Regions from separate parts of the Mus musculus genome. Here regions 2, 3 and 4 are each linked to region 1. A link is a contact called in public HiChIP or PLAC-seq and promoter capture Hi-C data. All regions are on one chromosome and are shown on one strand. Each heading gives the region's core, a stretch centred on a gene start, on an enhancer-like site or on the middle of the called end of the contact. The rest is flanking DNA. Distances are from core to core; before and after follow the strand shown. Region 1 holds the start of Cldn5 (claudin 5). Region 2 holds the start of Dgcr8 (DGCR8, microprocessor complex subunit). Region 3 holds the start of Txnrd2 (thioredoxin reductase 2). Region 4 overlaps Txnrd2 (thioredoxin reductase 2).

Region 1 (5,489 bases), core at 1,951-4,450:
AAGCACAGAGAAGCCAAGTCCTTAGTTCAAAAAGAAGGGGGAGTCTAACTCCGGTGCCAACTGTCTTCCTACGGAGATCACCCTAGGTTCCCAGCCCCTCAGTCAGTGACATGAGGAGGGGGGTCTTAAGATGCTTCCTGTTGGGCCAGTGAGAGCCTGGGCTTTTTGTCTTCCACCAAGAAATGGCTCTGGGCAAGAAGAATGTTGTTGACCTGTAAATGTCTGCTGAACTTGGGGAAGACATCCTGGACCAGAAACTGAAAGATAGAAGTAAGGCTGGGGTTTTTGTTTTTGTTTTTGTTTCCTTCCCTCACTCCCTTTGAAATAAAGCCTGTTTGTTAAGAGCTCCTCAAATCCAAGCCCCAGGAACCTGGAGCCTAAATTTAGATTGCCATGGAAGGTCAACGGATCCCCTCAGGGCAGGGTCAGCCAGCAGCTGCTAGAGATAAACTTTGCTTTTCTGCAGACTCAGGCCTTTCTGTCACAGGATTAATAGGATCCTGTGCCATTTCCCCTGGGAAAGCAGAACAATAGCAGGGCAGGAGCAGGTGGCCTGCCTGGCAAGCCCCCTACCACCCCAGACTCCCTGGCCCTGGCCCTTTGCTGCACTCTGGCTATGCTGACCTCTTTCTGCTCCAAGGTCAGATCCTCTGTGAGCCGTGTCCCACCTCTAGGGTGATCTACTTAGTTTTAGTTTGTAGTGTTGGTGATGGAACTTGCTAAGCAGTGCTCTACCCCAGAGCTACATTGCCTAGCCCAAGTGCATCTGTACACCAGCATCTTATACTCAGATTTCCAACTGCTCCTTGGGATCTTCTTCCTGGACTCCTGCTGCGCTGCCACCTTTTCAGAGAACCCTCTGCTGGGTTTTGCCTTCCTATCTGGTACTTTGTTGGCAGTTTGTTTATTAAGTGGCCTGTGCTGTGTGCTCTGGGAGAGACAGTGTCCAATGCACACACACACACACACACACACACACACACACACACACACACACAAATCCCCAAGGAAGGATCTGGGGTGGTCACTTGGGCCACCTTTAGTTTTGAGGAGGATCGAGGAAGCATTGCCAGCCCTGGCTGTCCATTTCTGGAGTGGTTCTGGTCCCGCTGCATGCTGGAGAGTACGGTATCTAAGGTTCCACTGGCAATTATGAATTTACCAAAGGTATGTGAACTTGCTCGGACCATTCTGGGTGCAAGGCTGGGGACAGTACCGAAATGGTGGGTAGGAGGGCAGACAGAAGGAAGGGAGCATGTCCTGCTGTTTGTAGCCCCAAATAGTTGAAAGCAGCAAGCTGCTTCTTGTCTGGGACAAATGTGTGTCCCAGAAGATCCCCGTATTCCCGGGACACTAGTAGGAAAGCCAGCGGGCAAAAGCTATCCTGGCTTGGACCTTCTGGGGCCTGCGTGTAGAGAGATATTCTCAGATGTGTGCATCAGCATGTCCTGCAGAACAGCAAGACAAGACAGGAACAGCAGGAAGGCTCATTCCAAGGCCCAGGGAAGATGGATCTGGTTGAAGTATAAAGTGTGTAAATATTTTCCTGGTCACTTACAGCCAGCTTAGTCTAGGCTGCTCCCAGGATCCAGTTCTTTGCCAGTGGGCAATGAGAGCCATAGAGGATTACAGGCCAGGGCCTGCAGGAGTAGCCTTGTTGGGTCATCTGAAGAGGGTTCAGTAGTTGCTCCAGGAAGGTGCCTGGGAGCTTGAAGGGAGGGGGCTGGCAAAACAAAATTCTGCAGACTGGAGCAGGGGGAGCAGGATTTGAGTTTACATCTACTGAGCAGGGAGAAGGGTCTGCAGAAAAGCAGGGGTCTCTAGAAGATAGAAGGCAGCAGTTAATATATGATAGCTGGAAGAGGTACCAGGGAGGACAAGAAAGGGTGTGTATGTGAGGCTCTCCCGCCGTCTTCTAAGAACAGTTTGTTGTAGGGTGAAGTAGGCAATGACCTGGCCCCATAGACCTCTAGCTCAGAGCCATCTCCAGAAGGAAGCAGGGACCCATAAAAGGGAGAGATTTACCAAAATCTCCACATCTGTGGCTGGCCTCAACAATGTCATCCTTTCCCTATAGAGGCCCTGAGTTCTTTTGAGCAGAGGAAACAACAAAACAAAACCCCCAAACAGAACAACAACAGAAGACAACAAAGCCCAGCTGGAGTCCAGGGTTAGCTGGAAACAAAGGGAGCAGGGAGGAGTGTTCACTGGAAAGAGGCTGGCGCCCTAGTTTGGTTGTGGGCTGTGGGGCCTGGTGCCCCCACCTGAGCCTCAGGGACCCAGTGTGTCTAACCCAGTGGACCTTTCAAGAAATGGCTGGGCCATTGTGCAGAAGAATGCCCGGAAATCCCGCGGCTCCCTCCTCCACCGAGGATGGGGGCTCTTCCTCCTGGCCAGGAAACTCCAAGTTGGCTTCCGGAGGGTGGCCTGGGGGCTGGGGTGGCAAAGCACCACAACTATTTGTAGGATGGCAAGGCATAGCCTTTCTATGTCCCATCGTGTCTCTGCTGTCCCAGGATTCCAGTATGCTGTGTTAGGATCACAGCCTATCTGCTGGAGAAGACTGGACGTCGGAGAACCCTCAGGGGTTGCGCAGCATCCCAGAGGAGAGCACAGGCCCTTGCAGTGTTCACTTTGTGTCAGACCAGTGGTTCCAGGGAAGGAGTGAGAACTGTAGGCGGTGGTTGGGTAGGATCATGAATGAGGTTATAATTAAGGGCAAGCCCAACACAGGCTTGCCGAGCATCTCCGCTTGGTGTGCCAAGGGAAAAACGGCGGGCGTAGAGGTTTGTTTCACCTGTGCACGGGGGCTCAGAGAACCTCCAGGCCAAGCAGTCTGCAGAGAGGAGTTGGAATGATCCGGGATGTAGCAGGTGGAGCTGGTGAGTGTAGGTTAGGGGTCATGCTGCTAACAGTGGAGACAGGGGCGCACAGATCTCCTGTGTACCTGCCAAGATCAGCCCCTACTAGGACAGAAACTGGTAGGGTCTCAGACTGCGGTTCTGCAGGGTGCGGTTCGGGTGAGCAGGACTAGTCCTGCTCGCCCGTGGTTTCAGTAACTGTAGCTGTCAGGGGGTCCGCGATTGGCTGTGGGCCGAAGGTCTGCTCATGGATTGGTTGAGCTAACTCGGGGGGCTGCGCCCTGGGGGCAGAGTCCGCCCCCGAGACTTCAAATAGGACAACAGGTTACTTCAGAACCCAGTTGGTGTAGTTAAAACCTCCTCTTCTGCTCCAGGACTGGAGGCTCCAGAGCAGAGGCACCAGAATCAATTCCCAGCTCCCAGCCTAAGCAGCGCAGAGAGCACCCGGAGGCCCCAAGGGCCGTCGGGTGAGCATTCAGTCTTTAGCCATGGGGTCTGCAGCGTTGGAAATTCTGGGTCTGGTGCTGTGTCTGGTAGGATGGGTGGGCTTGATCCTGGCGTGTGGGCTGCCCATGTGGCAGGTGACTGCCTTCCTGGACCACAACATCGTGACGGCGCAGACGACTTGGAAGGGGCTGTGGATGTCGTGCGTGGTGCAGAGTACCGGGCACATGCAGTGCAAGGTGTATGAATCTGTGCTGGCGCTGAGTGCGGAGGTGCAGGCAGCTCGGGCACTCACCGTGGGCGCTGTGCTGCTGGCGCTGGTGGCACTCTTTGTTACCTTGACCGGCGCTCAGTGCACCACCTGCGTGGCCCCGGGCCCAGTTAAGGCACGGGTAGCACTCACGGGAGGAGCGCTTTACGCGGTGTGCGGGCTGCTGGCACTCGTGCCGCTCTGCTGGTTCGCCAACATCGTTGTCCGCGAGTTCTATGATCCGACGGTGCCGGTGTCACAGAAGTACGAGCTGGGCGCGGCGCTGTACATCGGCTGGGCGGCCTCCGCACTGCTCATGTGCGGTGGCGGCCTCGTGTGTTGCGGCGCCTGGGTCTGCACCGGGCGCCCTGAGTTCAGCTTCCCGGTCAAGTACTCTGCGCCGCGGCGGCCCACGGCCAATGGCGATTACGACAAGAAGAACTATGTCTAAGGGCGGGAGGCATGGCGGGGCTCTTCCCGCAGCTAAGCCCGCGATGGGAAAGACCGATGCGGGAAGCCGTGTGTGGATGACGACCACCGCTGGGTTGCGCAGCGCAAGTCATGCTGGGTTCGGGCCAGACTTGCCCGCTCTCAGAGTCCGTTGACCATCACTAGCCGGGCCCTGCTCAGAACAGACTACAGGCACTTTTAAGAACTTGACCGACCTTTTCTTCTATGCGCAGTTGGCCACGACGTGGGTGGAACGCTCAGATTTCATCGGTGAAGTAGGCACCAAACTGCCGCGAACAGTTCCTACTGAGATCCTGGGGGCACTAGATGCTGCCTTAATGTCCAGTGGCACCTGCTAACCTGAAAGGGCAGCTGGAGAAACCCCGGGGCTGCCAGAGGGACGTGTTAAAAAGGGCATTTTCTTTGTTAGTGGAGAAGAACCTACTGAACCAAAGGACTTAGCCTGGACCTGGTCTCACTCCAGCACTCCCCCAAGGTGGGGGCCCTGTAGGTACCAGAGCCTTAGAGGGGTTGCCTTCCTCCTGGAAGCTTGGGGCTTGGGGGGTGGGCCGGGCAAGAATTTGCTCAGTAAATGGTTTGAACACTTTCAACTGTGTCCTGTCCTCTGTCCAGAGACTCCTTGTGCCCAGCTCCCTATTCATCTACCCACCCCTCCTCAAAGACTCCCTGCAGGGATTTCTCCAGTTTTCAACTCAGCCAAGTGCTGGAGTTAGGCTGGGATACAGGAGGGGAGGCAGAGCCCAGGAGAGGATCCAGCTGGAGTCTCACTCGCATCATGGGAATGGCAACTTGGGTGATGGGAAATGCTGAGAGTGGATAGCTAGGTTGCTGGCTTCTCCCAGGAATACCTCCAACACTTTTACCCCCAGTGCTTGCTCAGCTCCAAGTATCAAGTGGCCACCGACAAGGGCACACGGCTAGACTAGGCACTTCCCTCATGTGTGGGAGCCACAGTGCATGGCTGATGTGATGTGTTCAGTCTTCAGCTGACTGCAGTACATAACAGCTGCTATGGGAGAGGCACTTGCCCAGGGTAGCTGGGCCCATTGCAGCCCTTTGTCCTAGTCCTCTGGCTAGTGTGGCTCTAAACAGGGTCTAGGGTTTGTGTCCATCCTGCTGATAATGCACCTATGTTGACAGAGAATTTTGGGTGTTACTATCCTGGGGGAAAAGAGGGTCCAGGACTTGGGAAAAGATCCCAGGAGGGTAAAGCGAGTAAAGCCAACAGCCAAAGAAAGCTTATTGTTTCTCTTTGGGCTAAAAGGCCAGAGTCAGGAATGCACAATGGATACGGGAAGGGGCTGCAAAAAGAGGCATACAAAGCCCAGTCAGAAGGAAGGCTTGGCATCTGCTACCAACCCTGGCTACATCCAGTACCCAGTCTTTTAGGCCTGGCTAGGTGCCTCAGGGTGGGGAAGGGGTTAAAACCTAAGGATGTGAGCGTAAGAGATTCAGGGCAGATT
Region 2 (5,489 bases), core at 810-3,309, 490 kb before region 1:
AATCTAGAAAGCAGCTTCTAAAAGATTACACAAGGTTCTACAGCCAGTGCCCACCCAAGGATGAAATAGATGGAGCCAGATGGTTAACAAGAGTAAAAAGGAGGGTCACTGTAGAAGATACTTAAAGGAAAAGCAAAGACCCTGGGGCAGAGCCATGGTGTGGCCACGCTAGAGATAGTATGCTGAGTGAAACTGACCTGGGCAACAAGTATTCAGTTTTTTACATTTTTATCTTGAGTAGCAGGATACTGCACAGAAGGGATCAAAACAGTGGTATCACTGATCCATGGGTAACAATGGCAGCTAAACCTCACACAGGTCCTGCTCTAAGGATTTTATGCAATTCACTCAGTACTCTGACAGAAAGGTTAAACAATTTGCTCAAGGTTACAAAGCTAGGAAGTGGTACAGCTGCTTTGCCACTCAAACAAGCAGGCCTAAGTCTGCACTACCTCAGTTTTATAACACCTTACAATTTAATGAATCACTCTGTGTCCAGAAAACCTAAGAGAGTAAGAGTAGGGATCAAATTAGAAGAGTTTAAAAGCTCACCAGATAGCTTGGACAGGGACTTTAGGTTACAGTTTCTGGGAAATGGTCTGGTGTTGTAAACAGGTGGCAAGGCTTCTTAGGAGATACATGCAGGCCTATGAGAGGCACCAAGGTGACTTTAGACAGGCATAAGGATTGTTCTGGCACGGACTGTGGTTATCTCTTGGAGTGAATCAACCTATTTGGTGTTAAAGTGGAATAGACAACTAGAAGCAGGAGATTGGAGATCAGAAGGGAGGACAGACAGTACTGGAGATGGGAGTCATGGAAGATGTCAAAGGAAACTGATGTGAAAAGTACATAGGATCACATGGGAGGGGAATGATGACAAGAGAAGGCCAAACTGGGCAAACCAGTCAAAATCATGTTTCTCACAAGGTAAAATTCAGACAGCCACTGTGAACTGCCTGCTCCACATGTTTGGCAACACAGCTCAAAGGGTAGCCCTCCTGCCTGTAAACCTCACTATTCTTCAGCTGACTGGACCTATGGATGCAGATTTTGATTTGCCAATTAGACTGTGAGCAAGTCAGACCCACTGCTGGCTCCCCTGGACCCTGGCACAGGGCTTACCCAAAACATGTGAACAACTCCTACTTGCTGAACGGATGGCCAGTGCTACAGCTGCAGCCTCCCGCTCAACCCAAAGGCAGTATGACCTCATCAATTCCTTTGTCACCCCGCAAATCCTATTCTAAACTGAAAGGCCACACTAGCTGGGCCAGCCTTTCACTATCTTCGGTTAGTGATGGATTACAGTGGGAACTGAGCCACTTCCAAGGCTGGGAGTCTAGTTTGAGCCAGCAGAGAGTGGGCACCCTAATAGTGATTGGCATACAAGAGTCAACAACCCAACACAGGACATCTCTGCATCTGGCAATAAGGTACATGCAAGCATGCAAGATGGCAAATCAAATTCCTACCATCAGCAACCCAAATCCACTGGATGATACTACTTGACATGTATCGCTGTCAACAGGTTGCCACTTGCCATTTATTTCTACAACGTTCATTGTTACTGTAAAACCACATTCTGATAAGCTACATGACACTTCATCCACGGGTAATTTGGTGGAGACTTGGGCGGTTTCTTGGCTTTTTCCAAACAAAACAGGCGGAGTTCGGGGCGTTGAGGTGTCCCTGCCCACACCTCTCCCGCCAGAAGGCGAGGCAATGGCTTCGGGCCCACCGCCCAGGGGGCTTCGTTACCAGGCAGACAGCACCCTACGTTCATGATGCCTGGGCTCCGGGCCCGGCCCCCACTGCACAAAGGCCGCGACTCCGCGTGGCCCAGCCCGCCTAGCGCGCCGCGCCCCGCCCCGAGCCCCGGCCTGTGGCCTCGCCCGGGAGGGGTGGGGGTGGAAGGAGGGAAGGAAAGGGCGCAGCCTCTCCAGGCCGCAGCGCCCGCCGCCCGCGGGGCGCCCATCGCGCCCCGCACCTACCTGTGGCGCCCGCGACCTGCCCGAGCCGCCCGCAGCCCGACCACAGCCGGTCGACCCTCACCGACCCCGGCGCCGCCACAACCCGCGAAGGCCCTTGCAAAGCGCTCGGCTCTTGAGACCCGCTGCCGCGCGGGCGAGCGGAAGGCGGGCCTTGGCGGAGGGCTACCAATCACGGCGCACGGCCTCCGCGCATTGGGGGAGCCGGGAGCGGGCTGAGGCGGCCGCCAATCGGCAGCGCGAGGCGCGCGCGGCCCAATTGCGAGGCGCTATGGAGACCGGGATGGGCGGGACCAGCCGCAAGCCTGGCACTTCTAACGGCTGTCGCTCCGGGTGGGGCTGAGTTGCGGCCGCGGGGCGCGCCGGGAGAGAGGCGCGTAGAGGCTGCCGGGAGCCGGGGAGCGCGGGAGTGCGAGGGACGCTGGGAGCTCATCTATGAGCTGGCCTCTGTTGAGCTCAATAGTCACTTTTGAGTTTGCGAATGACAATGGACCTCCGGCTCTGGGTCGTCCCAAGGACAATGTTGGAGGTACACCCATCCTAGAAAGTCAACGGATAAGATGCGCGATGCGGAGGATAGGAAAGGAGTTTTACTCGCAATATCATCACACCAGGAAGGACAAAGATCTGATGACTAAAAATGTTCGCTGTGCTTACAGCATCCTCCGTGTCAAAAAAGGAAGGAGAAGCAGAGCCGATTGGGGGTCCTTTTAGTTTGGGGTGGACCTTAGGTAGGCCTTGCAGACTTGTGTCAGTGCCAAAGACCATAAAGAAACTTAAGCAGTTCCAGACTCATCTGACACCCGTGGTAGCAGTATGAGACTTAGGAAAATTCTTTAGGACAGAAGTGACTCAGAAACAAAATGAAGTTAGCCAGGTCTGTTCCTGAGCCCTTCAAATCCCGAACCCACAAACCATTACTTCATTGCTATAAGCCCGGGACTAAGGTGGGGATAAGTTATATTTATACTATCCAGAACCTCAAATAGTTTAGCTTTCCTTTAGGTTCTGATTCAAGTCAATAAGTGTAATAAAAATTTTATAGAAAACTGTCTGCCGTTAGGCAAACACTTCAGTAATTGCTGCTGGACATGAAAAGTGGATGCTAAAAACACGACTAAAGGGTAACATGTTGAAGAACTCACGGTCTCAGCACACTTGTGTTAATGCTAAAAGCACTGAGTTATATCCCTAAGGTTGGGGAGATTGTATCTATTTTTTTTTTTAAGATATATTTTATTTATATTAGTACACCATTGCTCTCTTCAGACACAACTGAAGAGGGCATCAGATCCCATTACAGATAGTTGTGAGCCACCATGTGGTTGCTGGGAATTGAACTCAGAACCTCTGGAAGAGTAGTAGGTGCTCTTAACCACTGAGCCATCTCTCCAGCCCCAATTGTATCTATTTTAACAAAATAGAAAAGTTTCTCCCCAAAATTCTTAGAAATTGCAAATGGCCGGTCAGTGGTGGCCCACACCTTTAATCCCAGCACTTGGGAGGCAGAAGCAGGCGGATTTCTGAGTTTGAAGCCAGCTTGGTCCTACAGAGTGAGTTCCAGGACAGCCAGGGCTACCAGAGAAACCCTGTCTTTAAAAAAAAAAAAAAAAGAAAGAAAGAAAGAAAAGAAAAAAGAAAGGCCTGGCCTGGAGAAATGGCTCAACACTGACTGCTCTTCCAGAGGTCCTGAGTTCAATTCCCAGTAACCACATGGTGGCTCACAACCATCTGTAGTGGGATCTGATGCCCTCTTCTGGTGTGTCTGAAAACAGCTACAGTGTACTCATAAATAAAATAAATAAATCTTTAAAAAAGAAAAGGCCACCAGCTGTAGGAGGCACAGAGGTCTATGTGCTTACAGATAAGCATTAAGGGATCCTGGAATATGGTGGTGTTCCTTCAAGGGAAGGAGTGCCAAAGAGAGGAGAGGTCAAAGAGTCCATGGCAGAAATGGCAGGTTTTTGTAGGAATCAGAAGCTAAGGGAATCCAGGGAAGACATGAGGTGAAGAGATTTAGGTTAGGGGTGGGGTGAAAAGAGCTGAGAGAAGCTACAGGTACTGAGTGAGCCTGGGGGCCTAGAGGTGCTTTGGTATGCTAGGAACCACAGCCATTTGTCCTGACAACCATCAGAGTCCTGAGTATCTTCAAACCTTTAGGAAAAGCTGAATGCACACTGGGAAGAACTAACATGGGAATGAATGTTGAAGTCAGCACCAAACTTTTGGAGATACAGATTCCCAGCAAGCACAGATAGGCTTTAGATTTCAAGAATGGGAAATAGATCCAAGGAAGGAGGGAAAATATGGGAAAAAAGCTACTATTTGATACTCCAGTCAGTCTTACTATTTTTTGCCTACAAATATGTATGTGTACTAGATGGCCACAGTAGTCAGAAGAGGAAATTGAATCCCCTGGAACTGGAATTGCAATGATTGCAAACCACCATGTAGGTACTGAGAACAGAACCTGGGTCCTCTGTAAGATGATCGAAACCATCTCCCTAGCCCCCAGAGTTGATTTTCTGATTGACAATTAAGATAGTGCAAATTGTAAGCATTTGTAAATAGAATTCTGACTAAAGATATCTTGGCTTTATATTTCCCTCAGTGAGGATCATTCAGTATTGCTGATTTTTTTCTGCATGCTAATCTAGAACTCCAAGCAATAAAACTAAAGATAATAAGTGAGCAGTCAGCTTTAAGTGGAATTTAAATGCATTTAAGAGTAGAAATAAAGGAGCTAGAGAGATGCCTCAGAGGTTAAGAGCACTGACTGCTCTTCCAGAGGTCCTGAATTCAATTCCCAGCAATCACATGGTAGCTCACAACCATCTGTAATGGGATCTGATGCCCTCTTTGGTGTGTCTGATGACAGCTATAGTGTACTTATATAAATAAATAAACCTGAGAGAGAGAGAGAGAGAGAGAGAGAGAGAGAAGAAATAAGCCAAGCAATGTAGCAGATACATCTCTGTGAGTCCAGATACATCTCTGTGAGTCTGAGGCCAGCCAAGGCTACATAATGAGACACTGTCTCAAAAAAATTTAAGATAAAAAAGAGAGAAAAATGAACTGGGCAGTGGTGGCACACACCTTTATTCAGGAGGCAGAAGCAGGTGGATCTTGAGGCCAGCCTGGTCTACACAATGAGTTCCAGGACAACCAGGGCTACACAGAGAAACCCTGTCTCAAAGTCAACAACATAAAGTTAATATGAGAGTATTTTAAACTCTCAGAATCAAGATATTTAAGGTCTGGATGTTAGCAAAATTTTAGAGATGGTGTCAAAATTTAAATTCTAAAAGTCCTTCTCGGCCCTCTGCCCCATATGTCCTCTATAAGAAAAACACCAGCTTCATCCTCCTCCATCACTCTCTTCTCTCATAATCCTCAAATGGAATAAAATCTATGTCAAAAGAAAAGATTGCTTTGGGCATTTTAAGAAAATGAGAGAGAAACCTGATATTGTCATATTCTCTGGTGGGAAAATCTGGG
Region 3 (5,489 bases), core at 936-3,435, 350 kb before region 1:
AACATGGGAGAGGCTGATGGGGGTTTTAGACAATCTTCAAAAAGTGAAAGCAACAATAAAACTTGTACTTACTTATGGGCCAGAATGTCTGTAACTTTGAGTTTCACTGTGGTAGGACTCTCTCATCCCCTAATAAAAATATGGACATCAGAAGGCCATCTTACATCTTCATTTGCAAGGAGAAAACAGTGCTGATGTTTTTAGTTTTTTTTCTCTGTCTCCAAAGGCAGGGTCTGTAACCCAGGCAGGCCTGAAAATCACTATGTAGCACACTGACCTAAAATCCATGCTTCTCTCGCTTCTGCCTGAGGGCTGGGACCACAGGTGCGTGCTGACACACTGCTTCATCTTTTAAGCTGCGTGTAAATATATCCACATGCTACATCTGGCTTTAATATCTGCCCACAACTCTCCAAACTGTTCACAATTCTTCTCCTTCCTAATTTCTTGACCTTTGGAACAAAAGCCTGATGGTTTTGGGTCCTGCTGGGAACAGTGCTTGATGCGGCTATCCTATCCCACTACGATCTGGGAAAGCTTGAGGGAGAATCTGACAGAAATGTCAGATTTCAACACACCAAATACTCTGGGGACAGCTTTCTGCCTCGGTTACAAGGGCCACGAGGGAAAGTCCTCTACTGGGTGCACACACTGCTCCAGGAAATGATCACGCCTGAAACCGTGTGCTCACACACTTCTGCCTCCTACACTCAGAGGACAACTTGGTAAAGCCTCCAGGCTGCTCCTCATCAACCATCTAAAGACACTCGCACCTGGCATCTAGAAATGTGCAAAGACTGATTTGTTGCCGGTCGGTGGTGGCTCACACCTTTGATCCCAGCACTTGGGAGGCAGGCAGATTTCTGAGTTCAAGGTCAGCCCGGTCTACAAAGTGAGTTCTAAGAAGCCAGGGCTACACAGAGAAACCCTGTCCCGAAAAACCAAAAAAAAAAAAAAAAAAAAAAAAAAAAAGACTGATTTGTGGCTAACACCAACTTTTCTATTGTCTTCTTAAGAATGACCCTCACATGGAACAGAAAATGGACTTCTGTTCAATAGGAAGGACGTCTCCCTTCCTGGAAAAGGATCCTCTACTGGGTGCACACACTGGAGGCTTAGCCACATTTAGCCAAGCTCCTTTTAAAAATATAAACTTTAGCTTCATCTCTGACAGCTCACGGGTGCATCCCTAGAGCAACTTTAGACCCCAAAGTGTCTGCAGCTCTGTAGCTTCTGTGGGATCATGGGAATTAGCCCAGCAGCAAAGCCACGAAGAGCCTGTATAAAGCACCCTTCCCTTCTCTTCCCTTCCCTTCATGGATTCTGTGCTCCTTTGTTCCCCAGAAGACACCCACTTGTCACCTCTGCTCAAATGGAGATGACTCAGCCGGTCCCCTACAGCTCCTAGGTAAAATCTGTCCCAATTATTAGGGCGATGCTGTTTCTCTGTGACAAGATGTCCTCTAGGGCCCTACCCCACCACAAGCTCCCACAAGTCGTGGCAGCTCCCACTGTTCTCCCAAGGCTTGGAGGGCCAGCAAGGACCCCAAAAGTCCCTGGCTGGAAGACTTTCTCTTTTTAGCACACACCCAAAGCCTGCCGTAGTGCTCCTGCCCTAGTGCTCCTGAGCTCCAAGGGGTCCCTTTGGGAGTGGGGGGGTGGGGGTGGGTAGCACTTCTTTTGCAAGGAGTGACCCGGGGGCACCCTAAGGCCTCTCTCAAGAACCCCTGTTCAACAGCTTCCAACTCTACTGACCATCCCTGAGCCCTGTAACTTTGACCCTAAGGTTTGCATCCCAATCCAACAACTAAGTAAGTCGGACCCTCTTATAATGGGCCAGGCCCTGGATGTGCTACATTCTATCCAGGTTAAGCCCAACTCCACAGCCCCACCGAAGGACATATCTTCCACCACAGCACTGATACTCAAGTTCGGTCACCTGCCTCCCTTCAGCGACCCCCCAGCCAAGATCAGACCCCCTTCACATGTGTCCCCATTCCCCAGCGCCGGCTTGCGCTCTCCTAGGTCAGAACCAGTTCCCACGTACGGGCCCTTCACCCTAGTCCCAGTTCGGTGCATGCAGATTCTGATCCCGAGTCCGAGCTCCGGGCGGGCACCACTCACCTCGTCAAGGCCGCGCACAGGTCTGACCCCGAGGCGCGGACGCTCAGGCAGTGCGAAGGGCAGCCCTGACCGCCTGAGGTCCCCGGACCATGGCGGCGATGGTGGCGGCGATGGTGGCGGCGCTGCGTGGACCCAGCAGGCGCTTCCGGCCGCGGACACGGGCTCTGACACGCGGGACAAGGGGCGCGGCGAGTGCAGCGGGAGGTAGGGTGGGGTCGTGGGCGGTGCACGCGGAGAGGGTGCCTGTGCGAGTGTCCACAGGGGGTCGCGGTGGCGGGGCTGTCCTGGAACGTGTCCGCGTGGGCGTGCCCACACAGGCCAGGGTTCTGATTAGGAGGGGACCTGCTTCTAGCAGGGCTGCTTTTTCCCCAGGTGTCTAAAACGTTGGCGGTGCCTTGCCTGAGGCCCTCCTGTGGTGGCAGCAAGCCCAGTCTTCTGGGATTTGTGTCCCCAATATTAATCGTAGCCCTGATGTCAGGGCTGTGATGGGATGATGTCAAGGGCTCTGATGGTCACAGGTACCCCATTGGCACACAACTTCCTAGGTGCAGCAACTCTTTTTATTGTTCTAGTTTTTTCTTTTTGTTTTTGTCCGTAATCCCACCCCCATGTAGCCAAGCTGGCCACAGACTGCTTAGGTAGTTGCCACCGACCGTGGCCTTCTGGGGTTACAGTCATGAACTACCTTGGTTTGTTGTTTTGGGCTTGATTTTGATTTTTTGAGTGATGGTCAGTTGGCAGTGCAGCTAGAGTTAGCCTTGAGGTGTTGGCCCTTCCTTCCTCAGCTTCCAAATGCACCTTCATGACCTGCCTAGTGTTTGGGGAGTGAGAAGACACTAGAAAGTTTGTGGAACCAAGCCCCAGTGCTTGTCAGGGCTCTTGAGAAGGGGAAGAAACAACTTGTTTGCACCAGGAAGCGTTATTGCTGAAATCAGGATAGTAATTAATTTCAAAGGGGGAAACTGGGTACCTCTCAACATGGGTCCACTACCCCCAATAGGCCAAGTTCCCCCAGAGTTTCCCAGTGGTATGATCAGTTTCATGAGTGGTCTCCATTATGTCTTTTCATGGTGACCACCCTTAATACTGCCCCCTGAATGTGAGTGACAGAACTCAATTCTGTCCACAGGGAGCGAGCATAGAGGGAGAGGAGCAAGGGCAGGCCAGGGTTCTTCACAGAGGCAGTGCTATGAAAGGTACAATGGCTGGCCCTTGGTCTACAGGGCCAAGGCAGGTAGACCGACTGCAAGTGGAAGTTGGCAGAGGCCTTGTGGCTCAGTGGCAGAAGCTAACCTGGGAGAGTACCAGGAAGCAGTCACTACATGTGAGGTGGGAACCTAGGGGACAGACCTCAGGGATTGACGGGTGCTCTTTCAGTAGCTTTGCTAACTCCCAGGTCTCTGGCTCTTCAGGGTCTCCTAGTGCTGTATATTAGGTGGAGGTAGTTTTAGTGATTTATGTGGAGGTTAAAAAAAAAAAAACAATCGGGGGGTTCGGAATAAAAAAAAAAAAAACCCAAGTCAGTCAAAGTACCTGTGCCATTGGTACCGTCACTCTGTGTCATTGGTACCGTCACCCTACATAATAACAGTAAAATGTCTGTAAAGGAGGGACAAGAGCGACTCCGCACTCACTGCTCTTCCAGAGGCTCCAAGTTCAGTTCCCAGCACCCACATGATGACTCCATTCCGAGGGGGACCCCGTGCCCTCATCTGCCCTCTGGCACTGCCCTCTGGCACAGCCCTCTGGCACTGCCCTCTGGCACTGTGTGCCCACAGTGCAGACATAAGTGCAAATGAACACTCAGGCACATAAAATAAATAAAAGCCAAAGAGTATGTTGAAATCTGTAGACAGGAGCTTCACTGAGCTCACAAGTCTAGGGCCCTTCAAGCTGCTAGGAAGCCCTTGTGGCTTTGGGATTTGTTTCCCACTGGGCAGAGTCCTCCACTACTGACTGGAGGACTCGTGTCTCACACCCCAAGGGTTCAGGACTTTGCTTTGGTGAGGATGTTGTGAGGTCTAGGGAAGATGCCACCCGCCATATGACTCCAGAGTTCACTTGTGAGTCCAGGTCAGCTCTGCCGTCTGTCCTTTTGAAGCAGGAATACCCATGTTTTCCAGCTGAGGGGTGGGAGAGGGTGTTGTATCATCCAAACTGGAGCTAGGATAAGAAGGCTGTTGGCCTCTCTGGCAGGCAGGTACACATTAGGAGACCATCTTCCTTTATCAGAGCAGCCAGGCCCTTTATTTAGACCTTGTCATGTCGATTAGATTCCTACTGCCCTGTTCCAGACGATAGAAAGAAACTGAAACAGGAGCACGGTGAGTCCTGAGGCAGAGTTGAAACAGAGACATGTTCTGGAGATGAGCTGTGGGCAGAAGGACAGGCCTAAGCACAGTGAGTGAAGGCTGGGATGTGAGGGCCCCAGTAGGCTTCTCGCATCCTTCTTCATACTGACCCTTGAAACTCTCACTGTGGCCGCCTTCTAAGTTTTTATCAGAGAGGAGGCTCCTGGGTGTGCACTGTGGGAAAGCAAGTGGCCTGCGATAAGCCAGCCCTGCCAGTCATTTGGTAGCAAACAGACAGAGGGTACAGTATAGGGCCTCAGAGCAGGATGACCCAATAGGAGCCCCACTCGGGCAACAGACAGGACAGGCATCAGCAATGGAAGGTAGGATCCTTCTTCAGGGTAAAGACAGGATCTCCCACCTCTGGCATACAAAGCACACAAAGCCTGCCAAACTGGTCCTCACGCCAACTTGCCTCCTTTCTTTTTTAGGAGCACATCAAAGCCATTAAATAATTTGTAACTGTTCAGGCCTTCTCGGGACTTGAATCTGGGGTAGATTCAGCTGTGGAGCTGCAAACCCGTGACTTTCATCTATGTGTTCCTGTGGTGGGGTGCAGGCCAGTGACCTTGAAGGGTATGGGAGTCCAGGGTTTTCTCTGCAGCCTTGCCTACTTAAGGTGTGGCCATTTAAAAGTATTATGTTTATATTTGGCTCGTGTATTTATTTAGTGTGTTCATGGGTGTGGGTGCATACATGCATGGTCCTGGCACACATGTGGAGGTCAGAGAACAACCCTGAGACTCTTGACTGTGTGGGAGGGACTACATATATATATACTCTTTGTTGCTATAGTGAAGAGTCACCTTTACCACGGAAAAGCATGTAGATTAAATGAAAATGTTCTTGTTCTGTCTGGCTGAGGACATTGAGTGAAGTCTTGGGTTCTGAGACTCTTTTTGGGAGTTGGGGAGGGGTTTTTTGCAAAGATGGACATACGCCCTAGCAGTAAGTCTCGGCACTCTCTGTTGTCTTATTTGTGCGGACAGTGTGGTCACCCCTGAGTGCTTTGTA
Region 4 (5,489 bases), core at 855-3,354, 320 kb before region 1:
TGCCTCCATCAGGCTGCTCAGTGGGTGCTGTTGCTAGGCTCACTGTTTCTGCTGGTAACCAAGATGGTGAGGGTACTGCAGCGAATGAGTGAGCCCTGGCTCAGTGGCTTCTCCCACGCGGGGCCTGAGACCCAGGGGCTGAGTTGCTGTCCCCAGGTACTTCTTCCTGATGTTCCTTCACATTGCTTCAGGCCCCCAAAAGGCTTACAGCGCTTGGGGCCAACCTCTCCCACTGCTGTTCGTCCCATTCATACACGCCACACTGCCCATGACTGTCCACTCCCATGTGCCCTTGCCAGCCTGAGGCTTTGTGTCTCTGGGCACTATGAAGCTGAGATAGTGGTTTGTGTTTGGAGACAGGGTCTCTAGTGCAGGCTAGTCTGGAACCTACTGTGCTGCCCAAGACAGCCTCAATGGCGTGACGACCCCACCCCATCCCGTCTCACTTTACCGCGTGCTGTGACTACACGTGTGAGTCAGCATGCCCCACTAGAGTGTTTTTATAGTAGGCTGATTCAATGCTGTCATCAGAGTTGGTCATGGAAGTAGCTCTGCTCTGACCCTCATAAAGTCAGGAAGCTGGCCAAGGTATTGTGTCCATTTTTCTCCTATCCTAAGCACAGGAGATAGGAAGGCACATTTTATCTAGAAGAGTCATGGCTGCATAGTATTCTCATTTTCTGCTTGGCTTCTGTTTCTATTTCGTGTGAGGAGTCCGGTGTAGCAGAAGGTAGAGCAGCTATCAGCCTAGGACTTGATTCTCAGCTTTTCTGCTCGTTTGCCTGTGTGGGGCAAGGGCCTCTGGTAGCTTCCACTACTCAGGGCTTGGGGGGGGGGGTAGACCCCCAAGGGTTGGGTGCTGCTGGCAGGTCGTGTCAAGGCAGATCTGGAGCCCGCTCCACCAGGATGCAGGATTGTGGCATCTCCTCTCAAGTGCTGCTTTCGTGGGGTGACTGGAGCTCTGCAGGTTTGACTGGCACTTCCTGGACTGGTAGTACTTCCAAGAAGCCAGGTGCTCTTGTGAGACTGTCACTTGTGTGGGTGTGCCTCCTGGAGAGAAGATTAGGGTCCTGCAGGCTGAGAGGCAGACTGTAAGCCTAGCTTCACAGGTCTGTGTTAATGCCCTTGTGTCTGCTTCCTCCTGCTTTCAGTTCTGACAAGCAAGCCACCCTGTGATTAGACTAATCTCATGGTAGTCATGCATCCATGGAGAATGCTGGCACTAAGAGACACAGAGACACCACACACACACACACGCAGATGGGGTTCAAGGCTGCCAGGGTGTAGGATAGTGACTACTGGGTGAGCAAAGATCTGGGCTCTGGTTTTTAAATGTAGTGTTAAGTCCCAGGGTTCCAAACCACCTTCCAGACTGTCACCTCTGCTGCCTCCCAGGCTGCATGTGCACTGGTCACTGTGCCTTTGTAGCTGGTCCTGGATGCGCATGGCAGTAGAAGCCACCTACAGCTGCCAGCCTCTCTTAGGGAACTGACTCAGATCTGGAAGCTTCATGGCTTTTGTTTCAGTGTCTTTTTTTTTTTTTAAAGACAAGGTCCAGGCTGGCTTCACACCTCACTGTGTAGCTCAAGTTGGCCTTGAGTTTATGATCCTCCTACCTCATTTCCCGAGTGCTGGGATTATTGACATATGTGGCCATTCCTAGAACTTCAGTCCTCCGAGTTCTTGTGTTCATCTTTCAAAGAATAAACATTCCCATTAATTGGTCAATTAGAGGGAGAGGTGGGGTAAGAAAACCAATGCTGACTGTCATCATAGCTCATAAAACAAATGGCCCAAGGTCACTGTCCATTCAACCACGATGCCAGCTTTCGTAGAGATCTCAGTGCATACTCTCAAGACTCCCCCACCCCCAGGAATGTGCCTGCCTGTGGGTGTCTGCCTTTCCTGTGTGTGCTCTGGAGTTGGCAATTTGGACTTGGTAGCCTGAGGGCTGGGGGCACCTGGGAAATGGTACCCCACCTCCTGCTATGGGGCCACCTCAGGAGGAGGTCCGTGGTGCTCATGGCGCTGTGCTAGAACAGATGGTGATCCCTGGCTGCCCGCCCACCCATCTCCTACACCCAGCCTGCTCTGTGGGAGGCTGGGAGGCACACGTGGACTGCAGAAACAGAAGAATCGGATCCAGGAGTCTGCTTGCTTCATGCTCAGCCATGTGGTAGGAGGGCCTAGAAATGGGGTTGGGGGCTACAGCTGGCTTGGAGAGAGTCTGAAGGGAGTTTGAGATGATAGGCCCAGCCATCAACAGAAGGGCTACACTGATGTTGCCCCACTGGATCAGGATAGTTTGTTGGGAGGTGTGAGCTGGGCACTGCTCTTTAAGGAGTTGAGAGCAGAGGCACTGATTGTTCGATGCCCACAGACTTTCTTACCATCTTACTACAGGTGAGGCAGGATGATCAAAGCAGCTCAATTCTGTTTGCAGCTCAAGTGACTCGTAGTTTCCTATCTTAAGTGGCTCAGAGCTCTCACTGTATACATCAGATGCAAAAGTGTTAGGCTTTGTACTTTAGAAAGCATCTCTCCTGTGTGGGCGTGTGCATGGGGTGTTTCCAGGGGCCTGGAAAGCACCTCTGTTCTCCCGGCCTGCTGGGGATCCCAGGATCCCCTGTCCATAGTCATAACATGCTGAGTGGGGTTATATGACCAGCTGGGGCCATCTTGTACTCAGCCAGTAAGTGTGGTTCTGTCCCCAGCTTCTGTGCAGAGCCGCATGCCAGATGGTTCCCGCAGGGCACCTGCACAAGTATTCTGAGGGATCCGCCGCTTTTTGAAATGGAATTATATCATTAGTACTTGCCAGGATTAGTACTGACATCAGGCTTATCCATCCTTACATCACCTGCTCTTGTTCAAAGACTGAAGGGGTGATCTGACGAGCCCACCCACGTGCAGCCGCCCTGGCTGGGAATCCTCTTTTCCCCAGTCCTTTTGCATGAGTGTGCACATATGTGCCTGTGTGTTTGCATGGGTGTGCATATGAGAGGATGTGGGCAGGTGTGTGACTGTCTATGCCAGTGTGTTTATAATGTGTATGTGCGTGCAAAGGGCTTTTCATGTTTGCATGTTCCTGTATGTGTACACATATGTGCATGTATGTGTGAATGCATGTATATGTATGTGGAGTATGGAGCTGGTCATGAGAGCATTAAAATGACTGTTTCTGGTGGGTCACAGTGTCATGTCCTGGCTCTGGCAGGGAGGCAGGGGAATGATCTCTCAGTCTTGGGCCCACGTGTTGTGGGGTTGAGCAGATAGTCATGGGCTCTGGTCATAGCTGCTGCTTCCCATAAGCCTCTGTCCCCATTCTGTTCCTCTTGGTGTCCTGGGACATCCCTGCTTCCATCCTGGCTCAAGAGGTTCTGAGGAGCCTAAGACAAGGCTCACCTGTGGTCAGAAAGAAACTCTGCTTCTGAGGGACATCTCTCAACGTGTTCCCTGGGGTCTGGCGCTGCCTCGGCTTCTCCCAAGCCAGGTGTTACTTATCACTGCCCATGCACCTTCAGCACCAGGCAATTTGCTGGTCCAATCGCACTGTTTGTCGTGTTGTATTTCATAGTTGTAGCTGTTGGGAAGTGGGTTCTGTACTCTGTATCACCTGTTTGAACAGTCTGCTTCCACTCTCATTGGCTTATGAGTACCTGGTGGAAAGGCTACGGGACTCGTCTTTGTCCCAGCTTTGGAACAACAGCATGTGGCTTTGCTGGTACTTAGTGTGCTCTCTGCTGGTTTTCTCTGCAGGTTGGTGGTTGGAGCCAGCTGTATCCTTTTCCAAAGTACAGATGGCCATCTTCAGGAAGGATGCTTAGCCCCTTTCCCATTCTCCCTCCCAAAAGATACTTTGTTTTCCTGTGTGGGGACTCAGCTGGACCTGTCGGGAGGGGTTTGGGCCCAGGGAACTGTTTGAGGCTGACCTTTGAAGGCTACCACTTCCTGAGCCTCACGCTAAGCCAGCTGGGGCAGCTGGAGAGGGCCGTGAGGCAGTCAGGAAGGCTGTGATGAGCATCTCCCTGGAGAGCAGCCCTGATCTGACCTCATTCCTGTGGGAGAAGCAGTCAGATCAGGAAGGGTCAAGAGGGGAACCCTGAGGGGCTTGGGGTCAGGACAGGATGTGGGAGGGAAGATGAAAGCCGCAAGCTGGACATAGGAGCACAGGCCATGGTAGTGCTCCCTGGCTCTACCCACAAGGCTCTTCTCCCTGGGTCTGGCCGGCAGCTCTCCACTCAATCTCCACCCTCTCTCCTGGAGGCTGAGATGAAACACCAGAGCCAGATGGAATCCCATGGAGGCATAACGGGCCAGATAGGTGCTGTTGGGAGAGCTTGAAGCTGGGGCTGGCGGCTTTATGCACTTGAGACTTAGGGTTAGGGAATCTCTGTAGCTTTCACTAGAGGCCCCTTCTGGTACTGAGCAGTAGCATGGGACCTTGGGCTGTTAGAGCAGGGGCCAGGGTCTTTTGCCCCCCTGCTCTCTCTCAGTCAGTTAGTATGCTTTAGCCTGCTGCTGAAGATGTGGCCCTAGAGTGTGCTGGCTTCCTCACTGGAATTGGACTGGATACCACTGTCATGATGCGCAGCATCCCTCTCCGAGGCTTTGACCAGGTAGTGCTCAGGAGCCCCTACTCCTGCCTGGGCTCTGCTTCTCCCATGAGGCCATACTCTTGTTTGGCTACCTTACCCTGCCCCAAGCAGGTGCAGGTATGGCCTTGGGGAGCGGCCTAGATCCTCAGAAACAACTCCTTAAAAGCCAGGCATCTTGGCACCAGCCTCTACTTCTGGCACTTGAGAGGCTAAGGCAGAGAGATCATCTAAGGCCAAGAGTGGAGGCCAACCTGAGCAGCACTTCAAGTCCCATCCCCACAAATAAGCCATTCGTTAAAACTAAGTTTGAGGTTATCACTGAGATGTCAAATATTCTGTGTCCTCTACCAAGGATAGTTCAGTTCCCAGTCATGTTAAACTCTGGTCGCAGAAGCCTAGAAAGTCACCTGAGGATAGAGTGAACTGGAACCATGGTCTCATGCCTCCTGGACCCATCACCCTACCCCACAAAGGTCTTTTCATCTCATGTAGCTGAGCGTGCGGCTTCGTCCCAAAGCTGTGCCACCACAACTGAGGGGGTACATACAAAGCCCTCTACAGGGACACAACATCTGGAGAGTCTCTGAGTAGCCTGCTGCCAGAGATATGTTGGCAGTCGACAGGGTGCAGATGTAAAGGGGCCTCTAGAGAGGAGGGCTGCCGTCTCAGGCCACATGGTAACAGACCCACTGGGCACTGGATAGCGCCGTAACTCCCCTTAGAGGCCTCCGTGTCTGAGCCCATCAGGCATCTGCTGGCGTGTAGAGTGCTAGGCAGCTGATGTGCCAGGTCCTTTGTTTGGACAAATTGAGATGTGGTCCCTGATATAAGGGGCTACATGTAGTCCAGCATGAACCACCTTGTGAGGCAGATGCCACAGGATCTAAATGG

The links. HiChIP or PLAC-seq counts read pairs in DNA pulled down with a chosen protein or histone mark. Capture Hi-C pulls out chosen DNA fragments and counts their contacts.
Region 2: a promoter capture Hi-C map of adipose tissue shows a contact between it and region 1. The contact joins the promoter of Dgcr8 here to the promoter of Cldn5 in region 1. A contact is called at or near these places in 2 of 39 promoter capture datasets (cranial neural crest and fetal liver) and 1 of 9 other capture datasets (adipose tissue).
Region 3: a contact with region 1 is called in a promoter capture Hi-C map of adipose tissue. The contact joins the promoter of Txnrd2 here to the promoter of Cldn5 in region 1. A contact is called at or near these places in 3 of 39 promoter capture datasets (HPC-7-derived erythroid cells, cranial neural crest and hippocampal neurons), 2 of 484 Hi-C or Micro-C datasets (brain and uterus), 2 of 115 datasets of contacts at active chromatin or transcription factors (bone marrow-derived macrophages and embryonic forebrain) and 1 of 9 other capture datasets (adipose tissue).
Region 4: a contact with region 1 is called in an H3K4me3 HiChIP or PLAC-seq map of forebrain, with 5 times the contacts expected there. The contact joins the enhancer-like site here to the promoter of Cldn5 in region 1. A contact is called at or near these places in 2 of 484 Hi-C or Micro-C datasets (both in the G1E-ER4 cell line), 5 of 115 datasets of contacts at active chromatin or transcription factors (T-cell acute lymphoblastic leukemia, embryonic hindbrain, embryonic stem cells and 2 more) and 2 of 9 other capture datasets (embryonic stem cells and liver).

What each region holds. Positions count from the first base shown.
Region 1 is chr16:18,773,647-18,779,135 of GRCm38.p6, forward strand. It overlaps Cldn5 (claudin 5), which reads left to right and starts at 3,201. Exons shown (of 1, transcript NM_013805.4): 1 at 3,201-4,616. The coding sequence starts at 3,350. The coding sequence ends at 4,006.
Region 2 is chr16:18,287,109-18,292,597 of GRCm38.p6, forward strand. It overlaps Dgcr8 (DGCR8, microprocessor complex subunit), which reads right to left and starts at 2,060. Exons shown (of 14, transcript NM_033324.2): 1 at 1,995-2,060.
Region 3 is chr16:18,424,232-18,429,720 of GRCm38.p6, forward strand. Txnrd2 (thioredoxin reductase 2) reads left to right here and starts at 2,186. Exons shown (of 18, transcript NM_013711.3): 1 at 2,186-2,328. The coding sequence starts at 2,214. Comt (catechol-O-methyltransferase) reads right to left here and starts at 2,485. Exons shown (of 6, transcript NM_001111062.1): 1 at 2,125-2,485; 2 at 73-129. Gm15764 (a long non-coding RNA gene) reads left to right here. Exons shown (of 3, transcript XR_875942.3): 3 at 1-150.
Region 4 is chr16:18,449,962-18,455,450 of GRCm38.p6, forward strand. It overlaps Txnrd2 (thioredoxin reductase 2), which reads left to right. Exons shown (of 18, transcript NM_013711.3): 9 at 3,760-3,779; 10 at 4,528-4,619. Among named protein-coding and RNA genes, the nearest start is that of Comt, 26 kb to the left of the region's middle. Within about 2 kb of position 2,105, at least 44 of the 459 cell types and tissues checked have an H3K27ac peak or open chromatin away from gene starts, as enhancers often do. A contact at or near this core is called in T-cell acute lymphoblastic leukemia and forebrain, where this site is marked.